3 separate regions of the Mus musculus genome follow, and regions 1 and 2 are each linked to region 3. The links are chromatin contacts, called in public Hi-C and HiChIP or PLAC-seq maps. All regions are on one chromosome and are shown on one strand. Each heading gives the region's core, a stretch centred on a gene start, on an enhancer-like site or on the middle of the called end of the contact. The rest is flanking DNA. Distances are from core to core; before and after follow the strand shown. Region 1 overlaps Cdk14 (cyclin-dependent kinase 14). Region 2 overlaps Cdk14 (cyclin-dependent kinase 14). Region 3 overlaps Cdk14 (cyclin-dependent kinase 14).

Evidence for each region. A called contact is a pair of places that touch in the nucleus more often than the background predicts. HiChIP or PLAC-seq counts read pairs in DNA pulled down with a chosen protein or histone mark.
Region 1: a contact with region 3 is called in a FOXA1 HiChIP or PLAC-seq map of pancreatic cancer cells. The contact joins two enhancer-like sites. A contact is called at or near these places in 1 of 15 datasets of contacts at CTCF or cohesin (the NIH/3T3 cell line), 1 of 484 Hi-C or Micro-C datasets (muscle stem cells), 2 of 115 datasets of contacts at active chromatin or transcription factors (bone marrow-derived macrophages and pancreatic cancer cells) and 2 of 9 other capture datasets (adipose tissue and pancreatic islet).
Region 2: a contact with region 3 is called in a Hi-C map of 3T3-L1-derived adipocytes, with 4 times the contacts expected there. The contact joins two enhancer-like sites. A contact is called at or near these places in 1 of 39 promoter capture datasets (the 3T3-L1 cell line), 1 of 15 datasets of contacts at CTCF or cohesin (the NIH/3T3 cell line), 1 of 484 Hi-C or Micro-C datasets (3T3-L1-derived adipocytes) and 2 of 9 other capture datasets (adipose tissue and liver).

The regions. Positions count from the first base shown.
Region 1 is chr5:5,298,668-5,302,167 of GRCm38.p6, reverse strand. All of the region lies in intron 2 of Cdk14 (cyclin-dependent kinase 14), which reads left to right. Among named protein-coding and RNA genes, the nearest start is that of Gm30151, 70 kb to the left of the region's middle. Within about 2 kb of position 1,882, at least 25 of the 459 cell types and tissues checked have an H3K27ac peak or open chromatin away from gene starts, as enhancers often do. A contact at or near this core is called in pancreatic cancer cells, where this site is marked.
Region 2 is chr5:5,054,342-5,058,293 of GRCm38.p6, reverse strand. The region is part of intron 8 of Cdk14 (cyclin-dependent kinase 14); the gene reads left to right. Among named protein-coding and RNA genes, the nearest start is that of Fzd1, 300 kb to the right of the region's middle. Within about 2 kb of position 2,068, at least 31 of the 459 cell types and tissues checked have an H3K27ac peak or open chromatin away from gene starts, as enhancers often do.
Region 3 is chr5:5,179,053-5,182,746 of GRCm38.p6, reverse strand. The region is part of intron 5 of Cdk14 (cyclin-dependent kinase 14); the gene reads left to right. Among named protein-coding and RNA genes, the nearest start is that of Gm30151, 190 kb to the left of the region's middle. Within about 2 kb of position 2,101, at least 80 of the 459 cell types and tissues checked have an H3K27ac peak or open chromatin away from gene starts, as enhancers often do. A contact at or near this core is called in pancreatic cancer cells, where this site is marked.

The DNA of each region.
Region 1 (3,500 bases), core at 633-3,132, 120 kb before region 3:
AGCTCCTTTTAACAAGATCTTAAACTGAGCACAGGGAGGAAGAAAAATCTTGAAGAGGAGCAAGGAAGGAGAGCAAGAGCATTTGAATAGGCAGAGGCCCATGAGGCAGAGTCAGCAGACTCTATAGCTCAACAGGAAGGTGCACGGCACATCTAAGCAACAGCAGAAGATATGCCCACTTATCAAGGAAGTGCCTACTGAGCACCCACGGCTTGCCTCGGACTCGGTGGGGCACCAGCTCTTCAGTGATCAGCAGCACAGACACAGATCCCCGCCTTTGTTGGCTTTGCATTTCAGTGAGGAGAAGGGTTGGGAGACATTGCTGTCCACCCAGCATATTAATACACTCGTTTAGAAGAAAGAAATGTATCCGAGGAGACAGGTAGTGGCGGCGGCCCAGGAGGGCATCTGCGAGGAAAGGATTTTAGCCAAATGGCCAAAGGCCGAGAGGGATACATAGAGATGTCAGGAGAAGAACATGCCTTGCAGGAAGAATAGCCAGGGCAAAGACCCTGTTGTTCTTGTAGGACGGGGTGGGGTGGGGTGTCAGTGAGTGAGGTGATAGTGACCAGATGTGCTACATGCCACTCATAGATATGTCAAGGTCTTTGAATAAAAAAGTAACAAGGCACAGAGAAAACCAGGGAGCCAGCCCTACATCCTGTTTCCCCCCCCTTCTAGCTGTGTATCAAATTTGTTTTTTTTTTTTTAAATGTGCTTCAAGTTTTCAATATTTAAAAAAAAATTAAGTCAAGGTGATGCACTCAGGTACATGTTTATGATTTATTGTTTAATTTATAAGCAGATATTTTAGGATGTCATTCTAAATTGGTTGCATTGCTATTTAATTTGGAAGCAAGTAAGAGAAGAGCTCATTAGATTCAGTGGCTTGACACATACTTAAATGCTCAATGTAACAATCAGAAATGGCGAGCCTTGTGGTTTGTAATCACGTTGCAGCAATCCAAGCTGCTGCTGCTGAACCCCAAAGCTTAGTTCCCTCTATCTGCCCATCCTGCACCCCCAATATTATCAGTTCCTCAAAACTTACCATGAAGCTTGGGCTGCTTGTAATGCTTAATGTCAGATTCATTCTTTTTGAGGGGTTGGGGAGGTCAATTGTACCTTAAAATCAGGCTTCCAAAGTCCTGTGATCATTTTCAAAGTCTTACTGTGCTATAAACGGTTTCTTGTTTGCTTATTTAAAGACAGTGGGGTGCTGTTTTAAATCACGATTTCAGTTCTATTGTGAAAATACACCCTACTAGGCACTTAAGGGGGGGGACTCTCTCTTTTATAGTTACCTAGGAGGAACCCATTGAGTGACTCCACCTTGTGGGCATGATGGAAGAGAATACATAATGTACTTTGCTGAGAGCTGCCCTTTCTTATGAGCCCAGCAGCTGCTGTGCTCATACGTAGATGCATAGGTAATCAGAGTTAACTCAAGTTAGTGCATAAGAAGATGGGGCGGAGGGGGCTGTTCCATTTGTATAACATTTGTGAATCTTGTGCCTTTGTGTCATGGAAGTTGGGGATGAGAACTAGTTTTGGGAAGGTCAGGTCTCTGTGGGTTACAAATCAGTGCCCTACTTCATCAAGTGTTATTGTTTTAGGTTGCCAGGGAAATGGATTAGGAAGATGCCCACTGGTACTAGCTGTGTGGCTGGCAGGCAGCTGGTCCCTGTGTGTCTCTTGGGTAGAGTCAACAGTTGGGTCAGAGAGGCTGTGACTCAGCGAGTGTAAACATTTGTTTAGTTTAAATGATTAGCAGAGCTCCTGCCTGGTTATTAGCTGATGATAAGGGTAATGTGGGGGCAAGTCACAGTTCTCTCCTGGCTGGAGAGCAGTGGTATTAGATGCATATGCTGCAGTGTTAGGATGAAACAAAGATGCTGGGTTCTAAGAGGGACCAGGAGAGGTGTGGAGGTGTTAGTTTGCCAGACTCATGCTTTGGGAAATTGGGTGAGTTAGTTTGCCTACACATAGGTAGGCAAGGGAACAAAAGGCCCCATGCTAAAGTTTAAGAAATAAAAAATAGCTGGGTGGTGGTGGTGCATGTCTGTAATCTCACAGTGGATCTGTGATTTTGAAGCCAGCTTGCATCCCGAGCTTTTGTCCCCACTGGCAACAACACGCTCAGGACAACCGGAATCTTCTGCGGCAAAAGCTTTATTGCTTACTTCTTCAGGAGCAAGAGGAGAAGAGAGACGAATGGCAAAACCCTGTCCCTTTTGTGGAGGATTGTCCTTCGCCTCAGACGTGTCGCTCCCTGATTGGCTGCAGCCCATCGACCGAGTTGTCGTCACGGGAAGGCAGAGCACATGGAGTGGAAAACTACCTGGCACATGCGCAGATTATTTGTTTACTACTTAGAACACAGGATGTCGGCGCCATCTTGTAATGGTGAATGTGAGGGCGGCTCCTCACAAGCTTGATCTACAGAGAGAGTTCCAGGATAGCCAGGATGACAGAAAAACCCTGTCTCAAGAAAACCCCAAACAAACAATGAACAAGAAAGAGAAAGAGAGGAGGAGAAGGGGGAGGGAGAGAGAGGAAGAGGAGGAGGAGGAGGGAGAGGAGGTAAAGGAAGAGGAGGAGGAGGAGGAGGTAGAGGAGGAGGAGGAAGAGGAGGAGGTGGAGGTAGAGGAGGAGGAGGAGGTAGAGGAGGAGGAGGGAAGGAGAAAGGCATTACCATGTGTATTATACTTGGTTTGGGTCTTTGTTTCCCAGCATTATTGAAATGAACTGAGACCCCTCATTCCTCTATGTAATGTCCTTCTTCAGGCTGATAGTAAGTAATTACTTTGTGTTTTTGTGAGCCTGTGTCACACAGTAACACATTTCATCCATTTAGAGGGACAGGATGGGCATGGGATTTAATGAAGGGGTGTATATAAGCTTATATAAGTGTATATATAAATGTATATAAGCGCTCGCTGGTTCATCATACCTTTGTCTGCCTGCCCATTCACTGCTTTGTGTTGGGCACGGTCTTTTATGTGCCCAGTGCTCAGAATGCAAACACAGCCTAGTGCCTTGAGAAGGGTGGGCAGACTTCTGTATTCTAGATAAAAGGGACAAGAGACTAGCTGTCATTAAAACAAAAATGGAAGCAATTACATTAGGAGGCACTGTAAAGAGTCACTTGAGCCATTCTTTAGGGATATAGCTTAGGGATATGTGATCAATTTCAAATCTGTTAACTGATTGCAGCCTGAATTAAAGTACGTTGAGCTATACAGTCAAACTGAATGTTTCAAATATTGTTTCTTACACCTTACCAAAGCATTTCTATTTATTTTCCATCAATGACTTGTTGAGATAGGAATATACTGTCTCTTGAATGGCCTGTAGTAGAGGTTATCCTTTCTGAGTAAATGTGAATCTTGTTACATTGTTTGGCAGCTGTTTCTTCCGAGGACCTCTTGAAACATCAGTGTCCAGAGCAGTTCATTTTACACGAGTGTTATAGGTGCGACAAGTGTAATAGTGCACAC
Region 2 (3,952 bases), core at 819-3,318, 120 kb after region 3:
AAAATGAAATGTAAATAAAGAAAATATCCAATAAAATATTATAAAACATTATTTTAAAAATGTTATCTTAGTCAAATGTACTTAAGTAGTAAGTTTCATATAAGTATTCCCAGCCTCAGCTCCTTCCTCCCATGGAAATAAGCATGAAGAGTTATACCCAATGTTAAATTCTGACCTCTACAGGCTTTAGCACACATGTGAAAGTCCACAGCCACACCCAAATTTACTTACTTACTTACATGCATACATGTATGTACAAGCATGTGCTCTCGTGAGAGTACACACATACATACACTCACAGACACAGAACTAAACATGCAAAGTCGTCTCTAAAATAAGATAATTCCACTGCCTACCAGATGTATATACATTATACATTTTCTGGTCATTTCCTCAAGCATGCTTTTGCAATTCCAAAGTATTTCTGCATTGCCCAGGGCAGGAAAATCAAAGAAATCCAACAAATATATACTTATTGTGAATGCCAGCTTCATTTGGAATGAAGATTTATGTATTTTCAGAGACATTTTTCTAATCCATTTTGTGTTTCTATAAGACACCCAGATTGCACAATTCATGAAGAACAGACAGTGATTTCTTCATAATGGTAGAAGTTTGGAAGTCTAAGATCAAGACTTCCAGCATCTACTGAGAGCTTGTGGTATAAAGTATAAAGGAGAGCGGGGTGTGTGTGTGTGTGTGTGTGTGTGTGTGTGTGTGTGTGTGTGTGTGTGTGTTTCATACCAGGCAGGGAGCTGAGCTTGTTTCATAATGGACCCACTCTTTCAACAGTATCAGTTTGCCCCTGCAGTCTTCTCATAACCTAATAGCCTCAGAGTGTTCTAGTAGTACTTGAATGAACAGACCATGGCGGCCATCATCCAGTCACTGCTCTTCTTAGTAAAAAGAGAAGGAATGAGAAAAATTGATCCTCTCAGAAAGTGCTTTGTAAATAAAGAAGACATTTCCCCCTCTTTACTGCTAGTCGTTCAGAGGCCTCAGGCATGATAGACAAGTCTTGGTCTTTGAGGCATATCCCTAAGCCCCTGTAGAGCAGGAACCTTGAAAAGCGTCTATCCAAACATTAAAAGGTGGTGTGTAACCCTACTCACTGTAATAAGTACTGAGAGTAACATAGCACTGTATAAGAGGAGCTAAAAGTCCTTGCTGATTGTCCTGTGAGTATGGAAAGGTCTTTTGCTTTTCAGGACCTTCAGTTCTTTGATACTTTTACCCAAATTCTCACTTCAGTAAAGAGTATCATGTTACTTCAAATATGATATGAAGAAGAGCAGTTCTCTATTTGCAGACATTTTAAACTACACTCTAAGGCAGCAAATAAAGTTTTAATGGAGATAGAGCAATTCTTTGGCCTGACAAGAAGTGAGTACTTTATTAAAGCGTATTTACCAGATTCTAGAGAAGTGGTTGTGCTTCCCTTGCTAGGTTTCTCTGTGCAGTAGATAGGACAACTCTCTATGACAGTACAGGATGAGTTCGTGTTCTACTGTTCATGGCTCTCTTAAAACCAGAGCAGTGTCCTGAGACCACACTCGGCCTCTAACATGTGTGATCTTTGCTGACAGCTGAGGAAACAGGGATTGTCAGGTTGCTGCTTCTGCATCAGACCATCTCAGTCTGCCCAACTGCATTCGTGCATCCAGTGATGTTTGGCTATTTAGAACACTATATCTGGATGTAGAAATGAATCTTTCATGTCCTTTGTGGTGTGGAAATAAATATGTATACTGCAGCTGTTTGGATGGCTTTTACACTTTCATCACCTTAGGGAATTTTATTGTAATTTCATACCACAAGTAAATTTCCCTTTGAGGCAGATTTTTATCTGCATGATTCAGATAGTTCCTGCAAGCTTATCTGTGGTTTTAAGAGCAAAACTGGCTATTATGCAGACAAGTGTGTGCTTTAGAGAGCAACTTGGTTGGACTGGTAAGAATATTTAAAGGATCTTTTATCTCAGTCTCTTCCACCCAGTCATTAACCCACTTCTGCAGGCAGCAGTTCCGTTGTCATGCCAAGATAGCCTGTCACTTCAAATAAATGACAACTATTCTAAGACTCTACCATAGAGAACAAAGGATGGACTCTTGGGGGTGACAGTCTACTGAGGCTTTCCAGAACTGGGTGAGGATTCATTGACCTTTTGTCTTTGTCTACCTAAAAACAGTGATTCTTTTAAGTAAACAACATGCACGCACAGTCATAAAGGAGGAGTACAGTGAAATTAGATTTCTCTCTGCCTCCCATGCTGTGCTCATTACCATGGGCAGTTGCCTTGTGCTGCCTGCTCCTGGGTTCTTTTCCCCAGATATACTATTTACCTCTAAGCACCTGATGTGCCTTCATTTCTTACTTTGCCATTTCCCTTAACTGTGTGTTATTGATGGCTTCATATTAGTATTTTTAAATGCACTGGTCTCACTCATGTTTTGAACCCATTTCACAATTTGTTTAGCCAGTTTATTCCTATAGTTTAAGGTCACTTAAAGTTTTTCTTTTCTTACAGTTTTTTTTCCTTTTCTTACAGTTCATAATTAGTACTCAGACAGTTAAGTCTTTGTGGTTACAAATATGTAGATGAGCACCTGAAGTTTCCATTGGTAAGTCTCTGAAGTTTGGAAGCATAACCAGTGACTTCTAAGCCTAATTCAACCTGTCAGTCATTGTGTTGCTTCTGTGTAGGTCCAGGGTGTACAAAGCCCAGGCTCAGACAGAGCTTCTCGGCTTGAGTAGGTTAGCTCTGCTCTCTGGTGACTCATCCATCAAGGTAGAGTGCAAGGTGACAAATCAGATCTGCAAATGAATCTTGTACAGTGAGTTGTGACATAGAAATTAAGACTAGGGGGAATTTGATGGGTTAGAATTGGAATGAGCTATGGAAAGTGGTAAATAGGGGTAAGCAGAGAGGGTACCCAGCAGCATAGCTACCCGAGAGTGCAAGCCTGACTGACATGTACCACTACATCAAATGGGCCCTCTGACCTTGTCCTGGCCAGCTTCTGTCTAAGAACATGAGCTCTCAAAACTACGTCTGGGAAAAAAATGATGTTTGTGTTTCCTGAGAACCTAAGGCCCCTGACAGGTCCACAACAAAGTCTCAGGAATCGCTCTTCCCAGTCATGTGACTGAGGTTACTCCATCATACCCAGTAGTTAAGCCAGCACCCAGCAAGCAGCCCAGCATCAGCACCTTGTGAAGTTTATACCTAATTGTAACTGAACATGAGTTTTACTGAGCCTGTCCTTTGCAGAGTGGTGGCTAGCTATCACCATGTACCCATTCTCTCGTTCTCAGGTTTCTGAAAACTGATAGGAGACCTTGGGAGAGCAATATTACTTTCTTTCTGAGGAAAACATCTTCCCTCAGGAAACCACAATGCTTTAGAAACAGCTCTGCCAGAAATGCCCCCAGTTTGCCCTAAATGCTTGCCTCCCTTTCAGCCAACAGCTTGCCCCAGCACAGTGAGGAGGGCTTTGCTTTGCATTTACATAACAGGAATTTCATTGGTTTTTCTGGAACACATAAACAGTTTCAAAGGTAAATTCAGGTCTCTTTCTTCAGTAACAGTGAACAGCTGGAAGCTTTGAAATGAATGTTTTTATACTTCTGCCCATCTGTGTGGTTTAAAAACAACAACAAAACAAAACACTTAGTTAACTATTGAGAAGCACCTAAGCTGGACCTGCAAGAATCAGGAATGCCTGCTACTGCTGCCACTGAGCTCACACCTCACTGAACACATTCGAGTATTGCATCTGGGACCCTGTGAGCCTCACACTGGAAAACTGATGCCCTTTCTGAACATTCTTTTGACAGACTGGGCCTTATGTAAGCCCTGTATTTCTACAGCTCTGCTGATAGATGGGAATGCAGAGGGGCTGGACACTGGAGACAAGGAGTGAGGTAATTGCAAGCAATGACCATTACTCCT
Region 3 (3,694 bases), core at 852-3,351:
CATTGGTCTTTATAGGGCTATTATGAGCCACTTAATGCTAACAAATTAGACAGTTGATCTTAAGTGGACAAGAAGTAGTTTTTACAAAAATTGTTACTCTTGACAATTAGATGTTTGAATGCAAAACAGATCAATACTCACCTTGCAACCAATACCAATTTCAATACTAAGTTTGTGTATTCAATATAAAAAGTTTAGAATCTCTGGACACAGACCTGCTGGGAAGCCTTGTGATTTCAGATTAGAGATTAGCCAAATTTATGGAAGATGACAGTTTATCAATTGAAGTTGTGGTCCCTGAACACAGATCTATGAAAACTAAGAGACAAGTCACAAATCAGAAGAAAATATTGCCAAGTAATGTGTTTGATAAAGGATTAATTTTTCAAACTTATAAAAGATGACCAAGTTAAATAATGAGAAAACTCATATGTTGCAAACTGGATTATAAGATTATAGGCACAAAGCCTGTTGTAGAGTAAGGTGGAAACCATTGGCAAGTCAGGATCTTTTGGGACATCTGTCTCCTTAGATGCTGAGATCACAAGTTTCCATCTCCAGGGGCTGTCAGTTTTTGACAAAGAGCTATAATCATAACATACTGTTTGTTCAATACAAGAAAGTAACTCAATATGAGAAAAAAATCATTATATAACTTGTACAACTAAGAAGCTGATTGTATGTGGCAAATGACAGGTTGAATTTTTATGGCTGGCTAGGGGAGAAGCAGCTGGTGGAGGAATGTACTGGCAAAGGAATGAATGTACCTGCTTTTTCTAGCCTGTCCCTACCCCAGACCATCAACTCTACTCGAGTCACCTTTTAAAGACCGCATTAAACACTGCCTCTTCTCTGACATCCTGTAGCCTTTAATAGTGATATTCCCTTTCCTCTTCTTTCTTTTTTGTTCTTTGCAAGTATTACATGCTTGTACACTTATATTCCCGTGCTTAACTACATTAAGCTTTCTGGACAGATATGCTCATCTATGACCTATTGGTACCTTAGAGGCTGTGGTATGGAACAAGAACAGACTCCTTAGATACCTGCGTTCCCCTACTGTTATGAAAATGGAGCTAATGCAGAGACTAGGTAGTGAGTTAATAGATTTTAAGCAGCAACTAATTGGGCCACGATTGTTTCAGAATTAAGAGTGGAAGGAACCATGGTTATAGTCATACGTTGTGGTCTGAGAAATGAACAGAGGAGAGTTGTTGCTAAGTAGCTAGCTGAAGTAGAAATACTCTCCCTGCCACCCAACCCCACCAGTTTGCCTGCTGAGAGGGAGTTCTACCTTCTGAGTGGGTATGGAGGCTGCTCAGAAATTTTCTAATTGCAAACACTGCCTATCCTGTGTTCACCACAAGTCTCTTCTGCTGTGAACTGGAGTCTTGTCCTGATCAACATTTGTTTCTATGGTTACTTTTCATTTTCTTAAATTACCATTGTGTTTGGGACCTATATGGAAGCATTAAGGAAGAGGAAGATAGAACTAGGTATTGAATGCATCCATTTTGGGAGCATCAGCAAGTAAGGAGAGCATAAGTTGATAGGCCATTGTGAGAGTTGTATGGTCAAAGGTATTAAGCTCATGCTATGCTATACTAAACCTGAAGGGGTAGACATCTTGCCCCTGAAGGGTTTAATCCTAGTTTGTAAGGTCTGGGAAGAGCGCAAGGGATCATGTAATCTGGTCCTATCATTTACAGAAGATCAACTGAGTTGTAGGGAGGAGTGTTAGAATGATCAAGATCAGTAGAGCTCAGACCTGAGGCAAAGTCCTATGAGTCGTCAATGTGGAGGAGACAGAGGCCTGGTGGTGACTCAGCTCCTTAGAATGCTGGCCTCACCTCAGAATTGGATCCCATCTTCCTGTGGAGTAACCAGAAAAGTAAACCATTCAGATTTCTCTGCATTGCTCATATTCTTGTGACATTTTAGAATGCAATGGATCTCTTCTTAAAACCATTGAATAATTCCTATCTTGATTTGTTTTTTAAAAAATCTTAATTAATAGCACATGTGAGAGAAATGCACTATATAGTATATTGTGGGAAAAGTTCAGAAGGACAAATAAAAGGAAACTTGAGTATGGGATATTTATATTTTTTGGATACTTGCCAGCTCAGTCAGTTCTCTGGGTATACCCAAGAGCATTGAGTTGATAGTAGTACTTAAAAAAAAAAAAAAAAAAAAAAACCAAAACCCTAACATTTTGAACAGGACCCAAGAAAAAGAATTAAAGGAAATACTCAGCAAAAGCTTGGCAATTGTCCTGTTATCTGTGAGCCTTTGTGTGTGTGTGTGTGTGTGTGTGTGTGTGTGTGTGTGTGTGTGTGTGTGTGTGTGTAGCTTAGGGCCATGTGGGCAGGCTCCAGCAGTAGGGGAAGTATCAGCCTTAAGGGAAGCTTGCTGGCCACCCTTTGAGCCACATTCACAAAACAAATCAATGCAATTACTTTCTTGTAACCTAAAAAAGAATAAACACTCTTTGTAGGATAAGTCCAAGGGCTTGAACAGTCTCAGACTGTCACCTTAAGTTAGCTTTTGCACTGTATTTCATCTATGAAGTATAAAAAGCCACATACTGCCCTCCAATGACACATAAAGCTTCTACCCACAACTCTACACAGAACATCTACAATATTTCACAGTACTTACAGATTCACCTATGTGCTTCATGAAGTCCCAAAGCAGTATAAAAGTTTATCAAGTCATTAAAACGGCATGCCCATGTTTTCCTCATTATATCTTCCTTCAAATACAGAAGTACACACAGTATTATAGCAGCAAATAAAAGATTGGATGACAAATTGTGCTTGTTTATGTATATAAAATTGCTATTTGCTCTTTGTAGGTTTAAATTTTTGTTCAAAACACTTTTAGATTAAGGATATGCTTAAAGAATGAAGGATATCATATTAAATACTGAAACTTCAATAATGCTAATTTTTCCAAAATCATCCTAAATTTTTATGTCAAAGGAATACATAAAATTTATTGTTACTTTCTTGATCAGAATGTTTCTGTGACTTGAATAGTTTATATAAATATAAAAGATCCCAAGTAGAGTTGAATTTGACTGCTCCAATTGCTCTGTTGCTGTCTTGGCCAGGAGCTGCAGACCAACATACCAACATCAGCGCCAGTTTAATACATGCAGCCCTCTCTACAGGTTCAGGAATGTTAGAAAACAAACAAGGCTTGCCTGGTAGGAGTTCACTCATCACCAATTAAATATTGAGAAAATGAACTAGCTAATATTAAGAATTGTACTATTTCATAAAGCAATTAATATGGCAGAACTTATTGTCCTCATAGTGGAATAATTTGTGCAAAAGAAATTTGAGAGCTAATCTGTACCTAACATGGAAAGACAAGACAGGACAACTGCTATATTATAATTTTTTCTCATTTTTCTCGTGTGTGCTTCAGTCTTTTCCAAGTTAAAGTCCACTCCTGGTTTAGGTGTAACTTGGGCACCATACTTTTAGATAGTTCTTAATTCCTGCCTTAGTGATAATATGTAATAACAGTCCATACAGTTCTAATTTTTATCGTAGTGTGTATGTACGTGCACATTCATACATCCAGTCTCTCCCTGAAAGTGGGAGGCTTATTTTAGAGGACTCATTCTTTGTAAGCACACTCTGTGTCTTGCATTTACCTGCTGAAATACATGTCTTATAAAAAT